Linked DNA regions of Mus musculus: regions 1 and 2 are each linked to region 3. Evidence: chromatin contacts called from public promoter capture Hi-C data. All regions are on one chromosome and are shown on one strand. The core of a region is the stretch at or near the end of the contact, and the rest is flanking DNA. Distances in the headings are between cores, read along the strand shown. Region 1 holds the start of Cdk2ap2 (CDK2-associated protein 2). Region 2 holds the start of Tcirg1 (T cell, immune regulator 1, ATPase, H+ transporting, lysosomal V0 protein A3). Region 3 holds the start of Ppp2r5b (protein phosphatase 2, regulatory subunit B', beta).

The links. Capture Hi-C pulls out chosen DNA fragments and counts their contacts.
Region 1: a promoter capture Hi-C map of adipose tissue shows a contact between it and region 3, with 3 times the contacts expected there. A contact is called at or near these places in 1 of 39 promoter capture datasets (liver), 1 of 130 datasets of targeted methods (astrocytes) and 2 of 9 other capture datasets (adipose tissue and liver).
Region 2: a contact with region 3 is called in a promoter capture Hi-C map of adipose tissue, with 2.5 times the contacts expected there. A contact is called at or near these places in 1 of 130 datasets of targeted methods (bone marrow-derived dendritic cells) and 2 of 9 other capture datasets (adipose tissue and liver).

What each region holds. Positions count from the first base shown.
Region 1 is chr19:4,095,936-4,098,706 of GRCm38.p6, reverse strand. It overlaps Cdk2ap2 (CDK2-associated protein 2), which reads right to left and starts at 1,356. Exons shown (of 4, transcript NM_026373.4): 1 at 1,200-1,356; 2 at 790-890; 3 at 570-702; 4 at 1-209. The coding sequence starts at 1,281. The coding sequence ends at 142.
Region 2 is chr19:3,905,537-3,908,440 of GRCm38.p6, reverse strand. Tcirg1 (T cell, immune regulator 1, ATPase, H+ transporting, lysosomal V0 protein A3) reads left to right here and starts at 1,308. Exons shown (of 20, transcript NM_001136091.2): 1 at 1,308-1,422.
Region 3 is chr19:6,234,561-6,237,422 of GRCm38.p6, reverse strand. It overlaps Ppp2r5b (protein phosphatase 2, regulatory subunit B', beta), which reads left to right and starts at 1,583. Exons shown (of 14, transcript NM_198168.3): 1 at 1,583-1,911; 2 at 2,324-2,790. The coding sequence starts at 2,592.

The DNA.
Region 1 (2,771 bases), core at 107-2,606, 2.1 Mb after region 3:
CTGGTTCCTGGAGGGTGCCCACTAAGGGACACAGGACAGGAAGCCCAGGATAGGAAGCAACTTGGGGCGCGAAGGCCAGGGAGAAGCAGGCGCTCTGCAGTGGCCAGAAAGGTCCCGGCGAGGAGGTCAAGGTGCTTCCTGTTACGTGCGGGCATTGCGTTCTGTCTCTGCCAAGCACTCTCTGACTAGTGCCCGAGCGTGGATGATGCCTGGGGTGCGGTGAGGATGGGGAAGTAATAAACAGGGCCCCAGAAACAGTCCACAGCCACCCTTCAGAGCAGACACTCCCCCACCGCTCCATGGTTCAGCAAGAGCACCTCTAATCTAATGAGGATGGATGGGATTAAGGGTTGGCTAATCCGAGTTCCCAGGCACCTTCTTGGAAACAGACTCATTTGAAAATGGAAAAGTTCATTTAAAACCCCTCCTTAGGTACACGTTCTGTTCCAATCGAGGCTGGCCCAAATGTCCTGTCCTGACTCTAGATATCCTCCATCCTTACTGAACTGTCTTAAAGTTCAGTGTCTGTGTCCTGGGCAGAGCAAGGGCAGGCCTGTGGCTTCACTTACCTCTCTTCAGGCGCTCCATGGCACTCTTGCTACCAGCATAGGTGGGCCGGATCTCTTTGCCCATCTCCTCTATGACAGACAGCAGGTCCGTGTAGGTGCTCTGAGAGCCCTGGGAACCAGGTGGCTTCATCGCCTGTGTCAAAAGAAAATACAGACGTGATCTCAGACCCCGAGGGGATCTCCTGTCCTCAGCCATAAGCAAGCTCTTGGCCACACTCACCTGTACATACCCCATGGAGGGCGGACCAAAGTCGTTAAACAGCGGTCTGAAAGGTGCGGCAGCTCCTGGCACTGAGCCCGATGGCGATGGGACACTCCCGGCTGCAACGACACCAGCAAGAGGTCAGAGTGTGACAAGGGCCTCGTCACAGATTTCCAAGCCCAGGACTGTTCCCTTGACTAACCTCCAACGGCATGCTTCTTCATTCCACTCTGAACAACTTCGGAGACACACTCCTCCCCCCTGCGCTCCACCTACAAGCTCTACGTGACCACGCCCACTTCTCAGGCCAGCAAACTGAGGCTGAGCCAGGCTCGTCTAGCAGGCCCCGGATTGCAAAACTCGAGCGGTTTCTCTCCAAGACCTCGACTGCCCGGACAAGGCGAACAAGGATGGAGTTGGAGCCTCACCTGTAGGGACCGGGGTGCCTGGCCCGGGGGTGCTGGAGCCCGGGGTACTGCTGGGGGCGGGCGCGATAGGTTTGTAGGACATCCCAACTCCTCAGTGCGGCGGCCGCCAGCCGGCCGCTCCTCTGGGGTTGGCTGTCCGGCAGCTCAGCCGCACTCTGATTGGCAAGCGAGCTGCACGCCCCTGGTAAATAGAGCTCCGGCCGGAAGGGTGGGCGGGCACGATCGGTCCTCACTCTCGATTGGCGCGCTCAGCTGTCACTCGAGCCTCCTCATTGGCTGAATCTTGCCCCCGCAGGGCGCAACCGCTGCCGATTGGCCTCCACCTTCCGGACCTCGCACCTGTCTGCCCCGGATTGGGCGGTGACAGTCGTCCTCCTCAATTGGCGAGTTCGGGGCCCGGGGCCGGCGCGCTTTCAATCCGATTAGTCCCGAGGTCCAAGAGGCGGGGCCTCGGCAGCGGGCCAGTCTGGTCCCCGCGGTTTGCTCCGGTGGTGTGTGGCGGGCCGCCGAACACACTTCGTCCTCACCGCTTCGCGACTTCCCTCCGCTCAGAACTCCCAAGGCCACGGCTCCCACAGTGTGAGCACTCCGCCCTACCCCGAGCGTTTTACGTCACCTTTCACTGGTTCCGTGTCCCCCCCCCTTCGGCTGTGCGCATGTGCGCGCCTCAGGCCTGTATTTGTTCCCATGGCAACGGTTCCCTCACCAAAGTCATTACCAAGCTCCTTCTCTGGATTGGTTTGAATCTTCGGTCTAGGCAGGTGGGTCCAAGGCAGCCAACGACGCTGCTCGACACTGAACCCTAAGTCCCCTACTCTCTCCACAGACAATGATAGAGCATCATAGATCAAGAATTGCGTTAGGTCAAGTCAGGACCCTGGTCAAGACCCTTGGCTGGAATCTCAACACCTCATTAATGGTTTCCTCCTGGACTCTTTTTGGCGGGTGGGATGAGATTGAGACAAGGTCTCAAGTAGCCCAGTCAGAACTCGAACTCTCCGGGTAGGGGAGGGTGACCTTGAATTCCTGATGCTCTTGTCTCGGAAATGCTAAAGGATTACAGTCACACGCCAGTTTCTTGCCCTAATAGGTTTCCGTTTTCTCATGAAACATGAAGACAGTAATACCTGGAAAGTAAACTTGGAAGTGGGTAGAGAAATAGAGATGAGAGCCAGCCCCATATGGGTTGAAGCATGGTTGATTATTGTTCTGACGTCATTAATGAAACTCCCACCTGGGTCTGGCCATCTAGTTCCTATTTCCTTGAAATCAATTCACTTTAAAATTAAAATAAAACTATTTTATGTATACGAGTGTTTTGTCTGCATATATGTCTGCAGAACTGCTGCTTTAGCCCTCAACTCACTTTTTAAAAAAGCGACTGCAGAGATGGCTTAGCAGGTAAGAGGACAGGCTGCTCCTCCAGAGGACCCAGGTTAGAATTCTAAGCATTTACATAAAGTGCCTCAGAACCATCTGTAACTGCATTTCCAGGGGGCCCAATATCTCTTTCTGTTCTCAGTGGGCACCTAGCAAGCAGGTAGTACACAAACGTACAGTCAGAGAAAACAC
Region 2 (2,904 bases), core at 59-2,558, 2.3 Mb after region 3:
GAGGCTGAGTAAATGAGTTATTCTTATCCTGAGATTGCACAGAAAAGCTTAGTGTGGCCACATGTCTGTGACCCTCTGCTGGAGGATGGAGTCAAGTGGATCCCAGAGTCCCTGGCTAGCCAAACTTAATCAAAATGGCAAGTTTCAGGTTCAGTGAGAGAGACTGGCTCAAAAACTGAGTGCAACAGGTGGCCAACTGAGGAAAATTCCTGCTGCTCACCTCAGGCCTCCATGGGTGCCTGCACGGGGAGTGTAGCCGCACACTTGCACCCAACATCCCTAAGGTCAGGGTGTCCTTTGGGGAACAGGAAGCTTGCTAGGGGGTGACAGTCACAAGGGAATGACATAGGTCCTGCTGCCTCTGAGCTGGCCTTGCCTCTGGCTACTACATCCCCTTTGCCCACTAAGTTCTCTGACTCCTCCCAAGTGTGGGTGTTATACTTGTTACCGTTTCAGACACCGCCCTCACCTCTACCCCGACCCTGTGTGGGCACACACACATTGTGTGTGTGGGGGGGGGGACGGGACTGCTGCTAGCTTGGTTCTCCTATTCTTATGTACACTTCTACTGTATTCACAACTACAGCTTTATGGCCCGTCTGTTGTCTGTTCCCCCACAGTGAAGAGCACTGGCTTGTGCCCCCTGGTACACTTGTGTGAGGGTCCTCACCAAGTCACCTCAGACCCATGTCATACCTGTTTTCTGGGGATACCTACCCACTTCGACTCAGTTTTCAGGTTGCCTTAGGCTTCCATTCTATACTCCCCCCACACATTAGAGCCCTTGTTTATTGAATGGGGCTCAAGGGTCAGCACAGCTGAGGGGCCCCTTGTCCCTCTGGTCCCCATTGGGTACAGTCCAGCCTGTCCAAAGTACAGGCAGCTGAATGGTCCTGAATCCCAGTTTCCATACCTCAAGGGCTAGGAAGGAGGTTGAGGCACTTCTGGAGTCTCCAGGCTCCTGGGTCAAGTTCCTCCGCAGAGACTGGCCCAACCAACACCCTGCTGCCAGTGGAGAGGGGCCCATAGCGTGGGCCCACCCTTACCCAGCATAGTCTGAGCTGGGTGAGGTTGGGTAGCAGCCGATCTTGCACAATAGCGAAGTAGCTTGAAGCAGATTGTACGTACTAGGAAGGTGAAGGTGGCCTATCCTTAAGGTCCTACCTGTCATCTCCCGATTATCGGGATTTTTTTGTCGGTTATCTCCCGATTCCCGGGATTAAACGATTCCGGGGCGTCCAGACACCGCCCTCACCCCCACCCCCACCCCGCGCCCGAACTCAGTGGGGGGCGGGACAGGGCGGGCAGTGGGCAGGCCGTCACAGGCCACACCCACTCCGGTATTTCGAAGCTGGAGTGAGCTGCACTGGCCGGAGGGCGGGCTCAGATCCTAAGCCGAAGTTGAGCGAAGAGTCCACCTGGGTGAGTGTCCTGCTAAACTGAGGAACCCCAGCCCTGCCTACCAACTGCTTCTTCCTCCGCCTGGACAAGGGTCCAGGCGCCCTGCCCGACTCCGGGTGGAGGCAACTCAGAGGCCACGCGACCGTGTCAGGCAGTCTGGGATGCAGGCAGGCCGCAAGGAGAAGCAGAGGATAGGTTGCTAGCTCCGGGAAACTTCAGAGCCTGAGCTCATGGAGGCCCCTGCTGCGTCTGGCTCTGAACGAGGGACCCATTCTACAGATGAGGAAACGGAAGCCATCCTACTAGGAAGTGGCCGGGCTCAAGGCAGACTCCAGCCCCTCTCCTCATCCTCCGAAGAGCAGGGTCTGGGAGAAAAGGCAGGGGTTGAAGGAAGACTAGGAAAGGGGGTGCAGGAGTAAGGCAGAACACCGGGGCCTCAGGGGAAGGCCAGATCGCGAGTGGTGTGTGTGGGTCTAGCTCGCAGATTACAGGACAGGACCTAGTAACAAAATCAAGGTATGTAATGTGGACTGTCTGCAGGGAGCATGGGGGAACTTCCGTTTGTCTTGCATGTACATGTCTAGCATCCCTTGGCTGGAGCACCCGAGTGCTGGTGGTTATGGCGCTGGGACTAGGCAGGATGTGCCAAGTCAGAGCAGCGTCCCTCTGTCTGGGACAGACCCCTCTGTGGTGTGGTTCTAGTTGGCCATGTGACCTTAGACTTCACCTTACTCCACCTGGGTTGGCCCATTTATAAATTAAGGCCAGGATAGGAGGAGTGGTGGTAGCACAAGCCTTTAATCCCAGCACTCAGGAGGCAGAGGTGGGCTGATCTCTGAGTTCAAGGCCAGTCTGATCCCCAGAGCCAGTTCCAGGACAGTCAAGGCTACACAGAGAAATCCTTTCTTGAAAAACGGACAAACAAAAAAATCGTAAGGCTGGGTTGTCCACTAGGAATTGGGGGGAAGGGGTGTTTATAGAAAGAAGTAAGATGTGGGGAGTCTGATTTTTCGTTTATCTCCTCACTCACATCTTTCCTGCCAGGGGTGGCCAATTCAATCAAAGAGGAAACAGGCCCAGAGAGGGCAAGTGACTTACCCAGTGTCACATAGCTGCTTACAATTTGGGGAGGACCCTAGAGACTTAGTCCCTGGCTCTGTGCACCCAGCCCTCCCTGCTCACCCCTGCCTGTGCAGGGCCTGGCTCTTCTGAAGCCCTTGACTACCATCTGAATTCTTTCCTTTCCCAAGCTGGGGACAGGACTGTGGTTTCCCCTTAAGTAAACCAGACCTAGGGAGGAAGTGGTCTGCTGGGCAGACCCAGGCAGTAAGCTGGGCCCATTAGTATCTGAAGTTCCTCTCGATGTGTGTCCCCACTTGTGACCTCCAGCCCTCAACGCCAGTTTAAGAGCTGAGGAAACGGTGTCCCCAAGATCCTGAACCTGAAGAGCAGTAGCTACCAAGGAGCAGGCAGTGGCCCCAGGGAGAGTGTTGGCTTTTGGCT
Region 3 (2,862 bases), core at 334-2,833:
CTTGCAATGCCTGTTTGAAAGCGAGTCTACTTCTGAGGTGAGTAGGAAGCTCTTGCTCTGCTTGTGGGAAGCCTCACCTCATCCTCCGCATCAAAAATTTAAAATCCCAAAGCCATTTTCTTCCACTAGTTTTCTTCCTGCATCATCTAGGCCCCTGCCAGGCATGGGTGGCTTTGGGCAGCCTGGCCTGAACACTGCAGCCGAGAGTCTGTGGAGAGCACTACCTTGTCACAGGCAGCAAGGCGTCCCTCCTGCCTTGGCCTCTGGGTTCTGGTCTGGCGGGAAGAGGCTCTGTGGGTCTGGCTTTCCCGGCTTATTATTAGGGAGTAAGGGGGAGGGAAGCCATGTCTGAGCCCTGGAGGTGGGCCAAGTGGTAGTTTAGGGGTTCCTGTTCTGTCTGGCAGGTGAAGAACAGAGCAAAACGGGAAGTGAAGATCTGCTATCTCTGAGCAAAGGGAGTACTGTCTCTGGGTAGCCATCGCTTGATCTGGGTACCCATCCATTGAGGTGCTAGACTCTAGAACAGTGTCCTCGATACAGGCTTTGGCTGTTTGTTGCTCTAAGGTGGGCACTTCTTAGGTAAACAGACTTCTTTTGCAGCACTAAGTGATCACCAGGGTCCATAAATGGGTGGGGCCAAAAAGCACCCCAATTCCCCCAACCTCATTGCTCTCTCTCTCCTGCTGCTCAGCAAGGACCAGTTTGTCACCTAGGTAAAACTTCAGGATAAAGGTCTCACAGTCATTGTAGGGAATAGAGTGTTGGCGACCAGGTACTATGAAGGGAGCCCGGGACTGCAGGCTGGGAACTTTTGGCCAGAATGCCAAACTCTTGGAATACAGCTGAGCCTTTGATACCCAGCAATGGGGTTTTGATCAAGAACTCCCCACTCTCCAAGGCACATCTTGGCACCAGAGGAGCTGGGAGGTACTGTGCCTTAGGATGGGGGCAGCTCCAGGGTAGCACCTTCTGCCCTCCTTGCTTTGGCATCCCAGGGCTGTCCCTTTAAACTACAGACCATGATGTCACCATGGACAGTAAGTGACAGGAGGGGCACTGCAGGCCGGGAGAATGGACTTCATTTCCCAAGAGCCTCTAGTGAACCACACCCCTCCCAGCAGGCGCTAACGCAAACCCGACTGTTAACCCCTCCAACGCCGGATGCAAGGGGTTTTGTAAGTGTCCGGCTTCAATCTGGGCTGAGTATGAGGAGAGAGGATGGCCTGAGGGACAGATGGCTCAGACCAAATTGTGGGCCTGGCACATCATGCTAGGTAGGACTCTGTCTTGCATTAGCAGGTTCCAACACCGAGTCCTTTTCTTTCCCTACACAGTGTCCCTTCCAGAATTCGGGAGTCCAGTTCTGAGCTGGACTCTGCCCCAGTCTGCTTGCAGGTTTTAAAATCCTCAGCTTTTCTCGGAAGTACTGAGTTCCTCCCCTAGCTCCGAGGTTACCCGTAAAGTTCGGTTGCTTCCTTTAAGCAGGGTGGGGACTACATTTCCCAGAGGCCCCGAGTCCTCCCTGACGCAGCCCCCCCTAGCGGAGGGAGGTGCGGGCCGGGAGGGGGGGAGGTGACTTGATGTCATCCTGAGCAGCTGGGCGGCGGGTGCCGGTGCGCAGCGAGCCGGGGCTCCCGCTGCGCTGCACCGCGCTGATCTGAGTCCCGGGATATCTGCCGAGGGTCGCGTGCTGCCGGGGCCCAGCCCAGAGCCCACCGAGTGCCCGACCCCTTTTGGGGCTGAGCTGGGGGCATGCTCCAGCACCCCCAGAGCCTGGGAGCGAACCCAGGAGCGCCGCCGCCCAGCCCCAGCGCCCCGAGCGGCAGAACCACCGCTAAGGACCCTTGAACCGTCGTCTCTTCCACCGAGGCAACCTCTAGGGTCGGCGACCAAAGTCTGGGTTTCTGAGAAGTGAGTGTGTACCCCAATACCACATTGAGGTTTGGAGACCAGGAAGGAGCGGGATATGAGGAGAGATGCTAGGGTCTGAAAGGGGGTGCACGAGAACAGGACCCTCATTTTTTGGGTGAGTGCACTGAGACAGGAGACATTAGTGGAGCTGGAGTCACACTGCTGTAAGGATCTGGGGATGCTAATAGAGTCCCCATCCTGAGTAGTAGCCATAGGCCGTATTTGGGGAGGGGCTACTTTAGAGCTTGGGCCTGGAAGAAGGGAGGGGCATGGTTGCGCCCTTGTTTTGGGGTCTAGCGAGGGAAGGAGGGAAAAGAAGTAAGGGAGCAACTGCACCACGCGGGCTGTCTTTGGAAAGAACCGACCTGCTCTCTGTGTCTCTCCTGCTGACCTTTCTAACCTGACTTCTCAGAAGAGCCAGCGTGGGAACCCTGACTGGAACTCTTCTGGATCCCCAGGAAAGACCTGAGCCATTGCCTTTCTACCTTACCTGCCCCCCCAGGACTGGGCAGTTGCCAGAGGCCCTGGGGGGGTCAGGACTGTGGCCGTGCCTCCCCCACCCCCTGAAACATGCTGGACAGGATGGGTCCCAGTTAGTGTGTGTGGCCTCATTCAACTTACTCCAGACCCACAAGGAGCCCCCTGGGCTCTGAAAGATTGACCCGTGTTGTCCACTGGCCATGGAGACGAAGCTGCCCCCTGCGAGCACCCCCACAAGCCCCTCCTCCCCAGGGCTGTCTCCAGTGCCACCACCAGACAAGGTGGATGGCTTCTCCCGCAGGTCCCTCCGCAGGGCCCGGCCCCGTCGCTCACACAGCTCTTCTCAGTTCCGCTATCAGAGCAACCAGCAAGAGCTCACTCCACTGCCCCTGCTCAAAGGTGAGCTGTTGTTGGTTGCCAGGGTACCCAGAAGGAAGCAAGGTAGGGGAGGACCAAGGGAGAAGCAGAGGT